Regions from separate parts of the Mus musculus genome. Here regions 1 and 2 are each linked to region 3. Evidence: chromatin contacts called from public HiChIP or PLAC-seq and capture Hi-C data. All regions are on one chromosome and are shown on one strand. Each heading gives the region's core, a stretch centred on a gene start, on an enhancer-like site or on the middle of the called end of the contact. The rest is flanking DNA. Distances are from core to core; before and after follow the strand shown.

Region 1 (4,581 bases), core at 532-3,031, 320 kb before region 3:
GCTCTAACTACCCCAGGCATGTTAACATGTCAAGCATGGCTCTGGCAAGCCTTGCCCTTCTCTTCTATTCCCCCTGTCTTGGCTAAAAACCATTAGATTACATTGCTAAAACTAACCATCAAAATCTATTCCCTTATTTGGCCACTCCCTCCTCCTGAGGCTGACTACCAAGGTTCAGCAATCTAAGTGTTGAAGTCCGGGAAACAAAAGCCCCTTTGACTCACCTAATTAACATGCCCAATTAAAATTAAACACCTCATCCTAACATAGGGTTTCTCCCCTTACCTTATATAAACCACCATTTTCCTATGGGCCATGTCTGGCTCCCATCTAGAGGCTGTCCTTTGTCTTTCTAGGACAAATACCATGTCCCCTCCTCCCTTGTTCCCTTTTCCTTCTCCCTCATCCTCTATCTCCTGTCTTTGTTTCTTACTCCTTGACCTTTGTCCTTTTGGGGCAAATCTTTGGGCAGAGAACTTGGTCTTGTGTGTCCTGAGCCTATACCAATCTTTATGATCATCACTGTAGCTGACTGGAAAATATTTTGAACTTATGAAACATTCTTATGAAACATTCCAGGAAGGACCAAATAGCAAAATCCCCACACTGAAATAATTTCATAAAGTTCCATCTTTCATTCTTTTTACTTAGAAATCCACACTGCCACCTCAGGCCACCCGAACAGTTAAACTATGCATTCTAAACCACTGCCATTTCTTAAAAGGGAATAGCCGATTCTGATTTTTCAACGGTCACCACGAGATGGTATGAATAATGAGTACCAGAAAGATACTGGTAATAGGATCTATGGGAATATCAATACACGTCTCCTGGCAGGGCCACTACCAGCCGAGTTGGGGCGTTTGCCTAAATTGAGACGCAAGGAATGAAGAGCTGGTGTTCTATATGAGTTTAGAGAGGATGAAGAAAACGAGGGCTGTGCAGAAGGCTCACTTAACCCGGATTTATCTGGAGCGCTTAATGATTGGAATAAAGAACTGTGCTTTTCTCAACTTGTTATTAGCAACCATAACACCTGTAATCATAAAAAACAAAAAATCCTCTGCGCAGAGCAGGCGGCATACCTATCCATTCGGTCCACCTTATTGGAGGTGGACCGGATGGATTGTGGGGCCTTAGCGCATGCTAGACAAGCACTTCTATTTTTTAGATTTGATGTTGTGGTCAAATTCCTCTCCCTGTTCAATTTTTTAAATTCTAAAAGAGTATGCTTTATTATTTCCATTCTTTAGACCAATTCCAGAGCTTGGGAGAGTCAAGCAAATGTTAGGAGAACTAGAGTTGGAGAATGCAAGCCTGCCTAGATATGTTTGCCCAGGTCTACCCCAGAGTTGGGTGTAAATGCCACCGAGGGTCCTTAAGAGAGGCAAGGACTGTCTTCAGTCCTTACACAGGAGGCTCCCTGTCATGCAACAAAGTGACCTTGGGTATTCAGAGTGCAGTGCCAGCCTCCCCAAGATGCAAGATCCTCCCACCGGAACCAGATGACCTTCCCTGCAGTTCTGGCCTGGTGAGGCACTTGGAGGCAGGGCCCAGGTTCTGACTCTGGCCTCTTCACACACGCTGGAACTGCGATCAGACTGCCACGCCCCCATCACCTCTTCTCTCTCTCTCTCTCTCTCTCTCTCTCTCTCTCTCTCTCTCTCTCTCTCTCTCTCTCTCTCTCTCTCCCTCCCTCCCTCCCTCCCTCCCTCCCTCCCTCAGACTGCTACCCACTACCCCCTACTCCTCAAGACTGCGGTGACTCAATTAGCCAGACAGACTGCAAACATGCACTTGCTTGGTGGACAGGTGCATGGTGTAGAACAGAGGGTTTTCCAGCCCTGGCTCCAATGAGCAGTGACTGAGAACTAGGATAGGAGCCTGGTCCTCTGGGGTCCGTCCGGTCCTGCTCAGATCCGCTGTCCAGCTCTAGGGTGGCGGACCTGGGGAACCCGGGTCGAGTCTCCATGGTGCGCGCCTCGGGTGGAAAGCCTGGCGCAGCGGCGGCCTTAGCAGAACCGCATACAGCCACCTGGGAGGATCGCAGGCGCCCCAGGGCCGTGACACTTCACCCGCCTCCAGCGGCCCACGCCCCTACCGGGCCAGGCGCCCAGACCCGCCCGCCGCAGGTGGGGCAGCCAGGGCCCGCGAGTAGGTGCGTGGGATGATCTCACCGCGTGCGGCGCGCCAGGAGGAGGAGGAGCGGGAGCGATCCCAACTTCCGGGTAGTGCAGCCGCACGCCGCGCCACCGGCATCTTGCTTTCTGCTCCCCCTCCCCCGTGTCCCCCTCGCCTCTCCCTCCTTGCCTTTTATCCCCAGCCCCACCCGCCAAAATGAACAGCTCGGACGAGGAGAAGCAGCTGCAGCTCATCACCAGCTTGAAGGAGCAAGGTAGGTGGGCCGGCTGCCGCAGGTGCCCAGCAGCGGCCTCGGGCGGGACAGCTCTGGGCGCAGCCGCAGGTGCCAGCCGTGGCCAAGGGACCGTGAGGCCGCCGCGGTCACCCCGCATCCCCAAGCGCCATGGGGTGCAGCGCCCTGGGCGGAGGAGCTGCAGCGTCTTCCCGCAGTGGGATCGCGCGCCCTGCAGGACTAGGGCGCGCGACCCGGGCAAAGGGACACGCGTCGGGCGTGGACAGGGTCAGGGCACGCACCTCAGTCCACGCGGGAGTAGCGAGCCGGGTAGGGTAGGATCGCTGGGCGCCGGGTAGTGGCTCAGTTGGCCTGGCTCCTAGCTGAGGCCGCACCCTTGCACACTTTGGCGTTCCTGGGCCTGCAGCGTTCCCTTCTTTTGGGTTCGGTCTAGTTCCTTTTTCTTTACCCAGCTGGGATTTTTCAGGGAACCGATGTGTTCTTATCACTTCCCATTTTTAGCAATTTATTAGTCAGTGAGTCGACACCCTGCCTGTGTGGGGCTTAATGAGGAAGCGGGGCTGGGGCTGGAAATCCAGGCCGTTTTGCATGCTTTTCTCTACCGCTTGGTAGCTAATGATTGCCATCAGAACATTTGTGAACAAAGCAAGATCCTAGAGACAGTTAATCTGACACACTTTAAAAATACCACGACTAATTATCCTGTTCAAAGTGTGGTTTGAGAATATGGGTCAAGAAAGAGGAACTGCACAGGTTTAGGAGGTAAAAGGTCATGCATGCTCTTTGCTGCAGGACTTGCTAACATTGGAAGGGCCCTGCTCAATGGTCCTATTCCTCTTCTTGACTCAGCTCTCCAGGAAGTTGGTGTCTTCCCATCACTGAGTCTTGTGACTGAGCCAGGTGGCTTAAGAGGTCCTAGCAAGGACTTGAGCCGCTTGCTGCTCTTCAAATCCATCAGCCACACTTCCGCAGAAAGGGCTCCACAGCACTGTACTGTGTGACCTCAGGGGAGTTACCTAACCTCGCTGAAATGGATGAAGCACTTTTCCCTATGTGGCATCTAGAAATCCAGAATGGGTGTTAATTGCTTTCATTTCCCCCTCTCATCTGCAATTAGCCTGAAGTCAGCCCACATCGCACCTGTGACTCAATGGATGGACAGAATGCCTTATTTGTAATCCTTCAAGTATTTTCATAGAAGATTGGATTTCACTAGTATTTACTTTTAATAACAATTTCCCGTGTCTCACACCCGAAGACTTTTGATTCATTACTCTGGACTTATGAAAACTTTTGGTATTAATACCAGATCTTTTGATGGATGGTCATCTTGCAAATGATTGTAAAACAAAGTAAAATATGTTACTTCCTTTTATTATTTTATTGTAATTCTCAGAGTGCACTAACAGTGACCACATCCACACATATCTCCTCAGGCCTTTTGCTGGACTGATGTTTGAAGAAGGGAGGGTTCCTAAGTGTCTAGCGCTTTCTGTTGTGTTGTATTGGAAAACAAATTTGTGGCCTTAGTATTTCTAAAGGTTCTGTTTTCCTGAGGAAGGGCGTACCAGGAGAATAGAACTTAGGTTTGTGTCTCTTGAGAGTACTCTTGGTTTTGGACATTGGACTGGTCACATAGATACTATTTGTTCAGTCTATGGTGAGATTTTCATATCTTAAAACCAGACTGCGTTAAAAGACTTATTTAGGAGTTTTTAATGGCTATTTTACCTGTGGAATTAGCTGGGAAGTTGGGGATTTGAGGTGTAAACATGGCAACCAGGTCTTTGGGTATACCAGTATTATGGTCAGGTTTTTTTGTGGTGATGGTGAGCTGTTGCCATGGTGAGTCAGTCTCCCAACCTAATATGAACAAGGAGAAGATTTTTGGTTGGATGCTCCGTTTTCCTTGTTCACTGCTAACATGTTTATGTTTTTGTTTCTGTAACAACTATCAGTTACTTAACATGCACAAGGCCCCTGTTTCGGACTCCGTAGCTATAGATAGTGAATCAGATCATCCTGGCTCTTAGGAAGTTTCTCATCTGGTCGACAGTCATTAATCAAAGAGGCGTGCAAGTCAATAGACTACTGTTGCTTCTAAGATGGGTTCTTAGGGATGGACTGTTGGATTCGGTGGCATGCATGTTATGATGTTCTGCCATTCAGTAAGAAGCCCTCCTCTGTCACTAACTCTGCCAGTTTCT
Region 2 (4,285 bases), core at 1,625-4,124, 460 kb before region 3:
TTGGCATGATTGAGAGGTAGTCAGTGATAAGACTCCCTGGGCATGTCACCAACCTAAGACAGGGATCAAACCAATGCTGTTTGTCTCCCAAAGACGGGTAAGGGGCATGGTTGCGAGGGGCTATCTACAGACATTCTCTCTGCCAAAAAAGAAAAAAGGGGGAATTGTGGGGAGCGGGTGTGGCGGCAGTCCCAAAGGCGCCAGGGACTGCAGCTAAGTCATATGACTTGCACCTGACTTCCTCATATAGACACAAACATCTTGAGTGCTGCGCAGGTGTTCCAGGATACAGGTGAATCCAATTTGGTGGAGATTTGCCCCTGCTGCACTGATTAGCTGAAGCTGCGTGCCTGGTGAGGTGGCGTGGCCTGCTGTGCGTGGATGTGAACTGAGAGTATAAAAGAGTGAGAGGCCCAGGGTTCGGGGGAGATATAAAAACAAGGGAGATATAAAAACGAGGGCGATATATAAACAAGGGAGATATAAAAACAAGAGAGATATAAAAACAAGGGAGATATAAACAAGGGAGATATAAACAAGGGAGATATAGAGAAAGAAGAAACAGGACTGAATAAACGTGTGCAGAAGGATCCTGCTGTGGCGTCGTTCTTGCTGGCGAGTTGGGGGCGCGCTCGAGAGCTACCTACCCTCGGTTGGCCTAGAAATTGCTATGTAGGACAGGATCTCACCAATCCTCCCATTTTTGGCCTGGTGGATTACAGTCATGTACCACCATGTCCAGGCTTCTTTATTCATTTCAAAGAGGAATAAAAGCCTCTGCCATCCCTCTTGCAACTGGAAGCAAAGGGCTTTCAGCAAGGCCGACTGTGGTAAGACGCCCCGGCTTCTGCAATATACAGAGCCACTGGTTTGATGAGCTCCCAGAGCTCCCAGCTCAGTCTGCTACTGTCTCTTGGGATGGAAAGCCTTGGTCCCTGGGCTCAGAGCCTGGCCCACAGCGGAAGCCACTACTCATTTTAATTGAATGGCACCAGCCTGGGAATCTGGCATCTAGACTCACCTAAACTACTTACAGCTCTAGACAAAAGGCTGCTTTCTAAGCCCCAGTTTCCCCATTTGCCAAGTGGTGTAGCTTGGTGGAAAGCTCAGACTCTACAGGAGGGCAAATGCCTGGGACAGAATTCCTGACTTGTTGGCTTGTAGGTGAACTCTGAAAGTTACATAACCTTCCAGGGCTTCTATCAAAAGGAGGCAATTCTTACCCAAGGTCAGGGTGCCTGGGGAGGATTAAGTGAGAAAATTCATGACGCCATCTCACTAACACTAATCAGCCTCTGACTCCCCGATGCTCCGTGACTGCACACCCTGCTGCTGTGTGTCCAGGATCCCCTTGACAAATGAGATTTCCAGTCCAGCCTCAGGGATCCTGATTGTGTGGATCTGGAAGAAAGCTTGGAGATGTGTGATTTAAGAAGACCCCTGGGTGAATCTGAGGTGGGGGCTGGTTCAGGGAGCCCTGAACTTGATGGAGACAGGAGTCTTATGACAGCCGCAAGTGTCCCAACAGCACCTAAGCATCTCCCTGGCCACTGAGTAGAACCGTCGCTATGACAAAGGTGCAAGAAAGAGGCACCCTCCACAGAGCGGGTCTCTGCTCTCTGGGACCAGCTTTCACTCAGACCCAGCTGACAAGGCCCCCAAACCATGTTCCCGGGGAGCACCAGCTGCCCCCAAACCATGTCCCCAGGGAGCACTGGCATGCAAAGGCCATGCAGGACCGTGAGCAGGGGAAAGCAGGCTCTGTTTTCTCATTTATTTCTTTTTCTCTTTTATTTTCTCTCGCTCTGCTGACTATCTTTCATCTCTGGCCTTCTAGTACTCTGTTGATTATTCCTTTGCACGACCAAACCAAATCAAGGGATGCAATACAGATGGACAGGCACTAAGGATGCCTGACGAGCATCTCCTGCCTTGCAGAGACCTAGTGCATCTCATCTCCGCTGGAAAAGGGTTCTTACTACTGGCTGGTCTCAGAAGGTGGGTTCCCCTTCTCTCCCGCAGGATATGGTCCTGCAGGCACGAATCCCACCCACTCAGCTAAAACAACAACCTGGCCATCACCAGTCCCAGCCCCTGACCCCACCCCCTACAAGCCCACTGCAAACAGACTGAAATAGGAATCAATATGACCATTCTGGGGAAATCCAAGCCCAGTTTAGATGATTCCATGAAGTCTTAAAGCTGGAGTTGCACCTCTGATCCCGCCCAACCCACCAAGTCTCCAGGGACTAACCCTCTCCTTAGGCCTGGAGGCCGGGTGGGGCTGATGGGAGCCTGAGGCACAGCTGGGAAGGGAAAGCTGGGCCTTAAGAGCACCTGCTTATGGCTCTAACTTTCCTCACTGCACCCCTGGGAGGGCGTCTGTTCATCTCTCCACTACTCAGAGAACAGAAGTGAGACCCGGGGAAACCATTTGCCTACATTCTGTCAGGAGTGAGAATGTTATAGGCAAGCTGCTCACAGCCTCCTGCCGGGGCACCTCCGAGGCAGTAACGGCTCCTTGGCACCTACCTGTCAGGTTACATTTCAGGATGTTGCACAGATCGTCCAGGAACTTCTTCAACTCAGGGTTCTCCTCTGCTTCTGGGTCAGGGCGGCCCTCGACAGCGGAGAAGAGAGCAGCACCCACCAGCGCATAGGTCACCAGGCAGCAAAGGAAGCAGAGGCCGGGCAGAAGCTTGCCCAGGGCTTCGGGGCAGCATCCCCTGGCCTTCCCCAGGGCCTCGGGACAGCATCTCCTGGCCTCAGGTGGCTCCTCAGCCTCCATCCTCTTGGAGCAGCTGAGGGCAGGACAGGAGGAGTGTGTAGAGGAGGCTGGAGCATACAGCCTGGGAGAGGAAGGTGGGAGTGGCCGGAGAATGGCCAGGCTCCAGCCTTAAGTGGATGGTGCGTGAGCTTCCCAGAGGACTGGGAAGCAGCCGGAACCCATCATGTTTGGCTCATCCAAACAACTGGGATGGCGCCCCTGCTAGTGCCCCAAATTGTTATTGATCCTCCTGACCAGCTCCAGAGTTTCTGGCGGGGACTTTAGGAGGACCTCAGAGATTGTTTTGTACTTTGCTCTGCCTTTCCTGTTCTGAAACTGCAGCTTCGGTTTCCAGGTACCAAATCTGGCATTCAGTACTTAGTCAAATGACTGTTCTTTCTGAACAATTCAGGCACTCCTTACCCCGGCATACCTGGAATACTGGACAACAGGAATAAGAATTAGCACAGCATAGGCTCACTGTTTCCAAAATGCTGGAACCTGTCTGGGTCTCTCAGTGACCTGGAACTTGCCAAATAGTCCAGGCTGCCTGGTCTGGAAACCCCTTTCACCTGTCTCTAACGCCCCAGGCTCCGCCTCCCCAGGCTCCGCCTCCCCAGGCTCCGCCTCCCCAGGCTCCGCCTCCCCAGGCTCCGCCTCCCCAGTACTGGGATCATAAACAGGTGCTGTCAGTCCCTGCCTTTTTCTTCTTTTTTTCAAATGATGATTTTGGGGATGGAACTCATGTCGGCAAGGCACATAGTCATCTACCTAGCCTGAACTCACTATTTATTGAGCTCTTCCTCCTCTAGAGGAAAGTAAATCTTTCTAATCCAGGGTGAGTGAAGTGTTCTGGCTTGAATGTAGTTGTCCTCCCAAATTCTCTGTTAGGAAACTCTGTTAGGAAACTTTCTCTGTTAGGAAATTCTGTCTTTTGGGTCTTATGTGGCTATTGCTAGCTGGGAATCAGAGCATCTGTGACTACCCACGTGAGACATCCACAAGGTCCCTCCCCGTTCTGAGGATACGTCAGAGGCCGGGGAGAGGGACCCTTCTTTAGCGATGTAGCTGTCTATGAGCTGCCCATCCACCTGGACTTGGGTAGAATTGTCTCTGCTGCTGAGTCAATGTCCTTCTGTCTGAGGTGACTAGAAAAAGAGCGCCTCTTGGCTCGGCAGGTCAGGGTGCATGCTACCAGGCTTGACAACCGAAATCCACAAGTGGAATGAGAGAACTGGCTTCTGCAAGTTGCCCTCCGGCTTCCATGTGTGTTCCATGGTATGTGCATGCATGTGCACGTGAACGCACACACTAATAAATAGATACTTAAAAATTATGAAGAAATAAACTCTCAGGGTTGGAGAGACCGCTGGCTGCTCTTCCAGAGCACCTCGGTTGGATTCCTAGGACTCACTCGACGACTCACAGCTGTCTGTAACTTCATAGGATCCAGTGAATCTTCTGGGCACCACGGGAACTATATGTACGTGGTATGCAGAATTACATGCGGGCAAAACA
Region 3 (4,140 bases), core at 1,524-4,023:
CCAATCTAACTCCACTCCTCCATAGCTCCACCCCCTGACCCACTCCTCTCTAACTCTGCCCCTCTTTCTAACTCCACCCCCCTCTCTGACTGCCCTAGGCTGGACCATTACCGACAACACTTGCACCAAGAAGGCAATCTCAGCGCCCACGACCCGAGTGTTGTAGGAGGCTTGGGTGTATTCAGTCCTGGATCCGCGCTTCCAGTCAACGCAAATACAGTTCACTTTCTCCACTTGAAACATTTTCTAGGGCAGAGAAAGAGAAAGGCCAGGTGGCACACCTCAGAGTTCATCTCCAAGAGATCCTTGTTAGCATTTCAGTTTCCCTCCCCCCTGGCACGGCTGACCTTTGGGCTATACTCATCTTACATAATAGATATGGAAACTGAGGCTGCGCGGGGGGGGGGGGGTTCTTTTCCTAATCTCAGGGCTCAAAGCCAGGTCTAAACAAATCCTTAGGCTCACAATCCGGTCATCCGGTGCACTAGTGCATTTCAAAAGCTCCAAACCTGCTCCCAGCCAGTGGCTCCCAGCAGACACAGAACTCGACCATGAGCTAGTGGAGCTTAAGATGGCAACATGTTTGTTTTAATGTTACATGAGTCAGAGGTAAAATGTAGCATGTGGAGTCCCCACCTCTGAGGCTTGCTGGCTGTGAGTGAGTGGGAGAATGTGACAACAGAGACCCAAAAAGCATGCTTTCCTTGGTGGATATTCGGAAGGATCTTCGTCTGCGGGAACATTCCCTTTCCTGTGTCAGGGGCACGGGGGTGTGGGATTTGGGTGAGAAGGACGGATAGCAACCTTGCACATGTCCAGCAACCAGCCTTCTTCTCCCTTGTCTATGAATCCATGGATAATGAAACGTGTCTTGCGGTCCAGTTGGAAGTTGGAAGCATTGATGGTGGCTGGGTCGGTGGCAGAGATTATCTGGTTAAATTAGAGAAGATGAATTTGAATGTTGTCCTGGCCCATCTGCAGACCTGCGGCAGCCAGACCGATGGGACCAGTGAGATCCCAGGTCTAGAACCCTGTGGCTGAGTCCTGTGAATCTGGAAAGCGCATGTTCTCTGACTGTCCGTCTTCATGAAGCTTGAACCAGATCAGTCTTTACTGAGATGATAAAATTGCACATTTAATACTATGCTACATATTTTCTGTCTTTCTCACATGCTGATGACTGTTTTCAATCTCTGATTTTCTTTGTAGTCCATTACATTTTATTGTGTCTATTTGGACATGCTATCCTGAGAAGGGCCTGCAGGCTTCCTCGGGTAGCTAAAGAGATTCCTGGAATAAGGAAGGTAGAAAACTCTTGTCTAGAAGCCACAGGGCCTGAGCTCCAGCTTGGGGAGCCTGGTACTTCAACATAGACTTCCATATGCCCACAGGTTTGCTGGGGACTCTTATGCCAGCAAATGCTAGAAAGATAAGACAATAAAGACAGGAATGGCCATTGTGTCTACATAGTTTCCAAGATGGAGGAACTAAGTCCCGTAGTAGATAACCCCAGGCACCCAGAGATAGACCCACCTGCCAGGGGCCAAAGCTTGAACTACTTAAACTCATAGCAATGTCATCGTTTAAAAGAACTCCCTGGTCACCTGACCATCTGGAATAGGCCTGTTCTGATAATCTCCCCAGAGACCTCATATTTTCAAATCCTTTGTGTTGAATTGCATGTCTTCCTTTCCTGTCTTGTATCATCCTGGGAAGGCTATGCATATATTATTGCTCCATGAGAGAAGGGATGGAGTGCTTAGATGGGTTCTGCCTGGGCTTCTCCATAAATGTCCCCGTGTACACTTTGGTATTTTATTTGTATATTTTCTGAGATACTCAAGGCTTATGACCCTTAGAGACAAGAACTCCCACACTAGGACAGTCCCAAAGTGTTAATTATGCCCTAGCCAGCCACTTAGTGGCCCCAGTATGTGGTTCATACTGACTCCTGTCACCCAACACAGGCACTCCATGCCCACACTTACTTGGTAGTTGTTTGGATTCTCGTTTGTGTACAGAAGAAAGCGGGTATCAATGTCCTCTGGGGACCAAGGGAATATCTTCGAAGGCCGCTGAATCATCCCTGCCCAGGGCTTGTCATTGGAAAAGCATCCAAGGTGTCCATAGCAAACCTCTTTCCCTGGAGGGGGCGGGGGGAGAACAAACCACAAACAGGACAGGCATAAGGTTCTGGGAAGGAGTAATATCATCTGTCACAGGAAGGGTTTCCAGGTGGACCCTGGATCTTCTGCACTTGTAAGAGCTGTTGGGTGCTGGACACATCTAACACATACACACTTCCAGGTTTCTTTCTCAGACACTCTACCCTGAGGGTCCTAGGTTTGTCCTTCAATGGCATGTTTAGTAAGCACCCTTGCCCACAGGCAAAACTCAAAGCACATCCACCTATGATAAAATAGCACAGGAAGCTGCCAGGCAGCTCAGTGCAAGTCACACAGTTCTTCACGTTAAGTACTTACTACTTAGCATGAACTAATTACTACTTAAACATTAAGTTCTTACTAAGCATGACATGCCATTTATCCATCTCAGTCTCCATGATATCAAGCTCAGGACATCATCTTTCCTCTAGAGGGATGGTGACAGCATCCTCACCTCCGACTGTGGCCAGCAGAAGGCTGACGAGCCAGCAGAGCAACATCTGCACGGATGGAAACAGACATCCACGGACATCCATAGGCATAGGATAGGGATGAGGCCAGCAGAGGCTGGACCCAAAGAGGCAGTTGGTTCTGGAGTGCACTGGGGAATGTGAACAACTAGAAGACCGGCAGCCTGTGTAGGTGGGGCTGTCCCGGGTGGGCGGTACGGGAGGCTGTGTAGGTGGGGCTATCCCCAGTGGGCGGGACCGGATGCTGAGGCCTCCCAGAGTTTAATGATCGTGGCAGCACCACCCTGGGACCTTCCGGCTCAAAGTCTTCTCCTGAAGTCACCTCCCCTTTTGGCCCTAAGCCCAGCTTCTCTCCTTGTTCAGGTGTCACTATGATTTACTGTGGTACACTGGGATGTATAGTTATGACCAGAGGCCATGACCCTTTATAAACAAGTTTTCTTTTTTGAACTCCATTGAAGAAATAACAGGGCAGGAGAGATAAAGCTGCACATGAGTGCTCTGAACCCCAGTTATCATAAACAATGAAAAGGAGTATTTGTGAAGATACACAACTTGGTCACTTGAGGGGTGGAACAGGTGGGCAGCAGTCCTCAGCCTCAGTGAACTCAGAAAGAGGCTGGAAAGGCACAGAGGGTACAGAAGGAGATAGCCATACCAGTGACTTTGTTTCCAACCAGGTTTGTTTAGAAACAATCTTTGCCATTTGCAAAGCACCTGTGGTACTTTGACCTGGAGATAAGAAGTGGAAATGTTTTCTTTCCTTCAGAGCTAAGAAGCCGTCCTGAGTGAGTAGCCAGGTGCCACCCTGCCGTGTTTCAAGTTGGCATTGCGTGGACACACTGAAGGATATACAGTGGGAAAGTATCCAAGTTGGCATTTCCTAGCTTTAACAGCCCTCAGATGTTCTCCGCTTGCCCAGGCTTCACTAAGCTAGGCAGCCCATCTGGTACTGAGGCTGTGGTCAACTCAATGCCCTTGATTCCAGTCTCTGACCAAGGGGGACAGACATCACTGAAGGGTCGCGGATAGCTGCTGAGACAGCACAGGTAGCTGTGTGGCTTTCTACAGAGTGCCTTGGCATCAGCAGTCCTCCCCCCCACCCCCACCTCTTCTGAATACGTGAGCAACTCCTAGGCCTGGTTGAGTGTGACCATGGCTCCAGCTACAGATCAGTCAAAGAATCAAGGGAAACATCTCCATAGAGAACAGTGGTGGCTCTCCTGGCACACACTGCTCTGAGGGAGAGCTAGACACCAGAGTTACAGTTCCTGTAATGTGAGAAGTCTTTCTTGTTATTCCCAGGTTCCAGGTTTTGTTCCGAAGGCCAAGGATAGGACATGGTCATCCTCACTTCCAGAAGTCCGATAAAACAGATTTATGCCATGTGAGGAAACACTTTCCAAAGGCTAAACTCACTAGAAAACTGCTCAGGGGTTTTGTGCTACATCCACTCCAGTAGTGACAAGTGCAACAGGCCCCAAAAACCTGGGCACTGTCCCAAG

The links. HiChIP or PLAC-seq counts read pairs in DNA pulled down with a chosen protein or histone mark. Capture Hi-C pulls out chosen DNA fragments and counts their contacts.
Region 1: an H3K4me3 HiChIP or PLAC-seq map of embryonic stem cells shows a contact between it and region 3, with 21 read pairs. The contact joins the promoter of Shtn1 here to the promoter of Pnliprp2 in region 3. A contact is called at or near these places in 1 of 484 Hi-C or Micro-C datasets (embryonic stem cells) and 2 of 115 datasets of contacts at active chromatin or transcription factors (both in embryonic stem cells).
Region 2: a contact with region 3 is called in a capture Hi-C map of embryonic stem cells, with 5 times the contacts expected there. The contact joins the promoter of Kcnk18 here to the promoter of Pnliprp2 in region 3. A contact is called at or near these places in 7 of 39 promoter capture datasets (the 3T3-L1 cell line, cranial neural crest, embryonic stem cells and 4 more), 4 of 15 datasets of contacts at CTCF or cohesin (embryonic stem cells, large pre-B cells, pro-B cells and 1 more), 49 of 484 Hi-C or Micro-C datasets (the C2C12 cell line, the HL-1 cell line, the N1E-115 cell line and 26 more), 6 of 115 datasets of contacts at active chromatin or transcription factors (astrocytes, embryonic forebrain, embryonic stem cells and 2 more) and 3 of 9 other capture datasets (adipose tissue, embryonic stem cells and liver).

The regions. Positions count from the first base shown.
Region 1 is chr19:59,073,269-59,077,849 of GRCm38.p6, reverse strand. Shtn1 (shootin 1) reads left to right here and starts at 1,781. Exons shown (of 17, transcript NM_001114312.1): 1 at 1,781-2,395. The coding sequence starts at 2,338.
Region 2 is chr19:59,218,237-59,222,521 of GRCm38.p6, reverse strand. Kcnk18 (potassium channel, subfamily K, member 18) reads right to left here and starts at 2,874. Exons shown (of 3, transcript NM_207261.3): 1 at 2,533-2,874. The coding sequence starts at 2,788.
Region 3 is chr19:58,758,356-58,762,495 of GRCm38.p6, reverse strand. It overlaps Pnliprp2 (pancreatic lipase-related protein 2), which reads right to left and starts at 2,773. Exons shown (of 12, transcript NM_011128.2): 1 at 2,620-2,773; 2 at 1,989-2,143; 3 at 805-930; 4 at 112-246. The coding sequence starts at 2,707.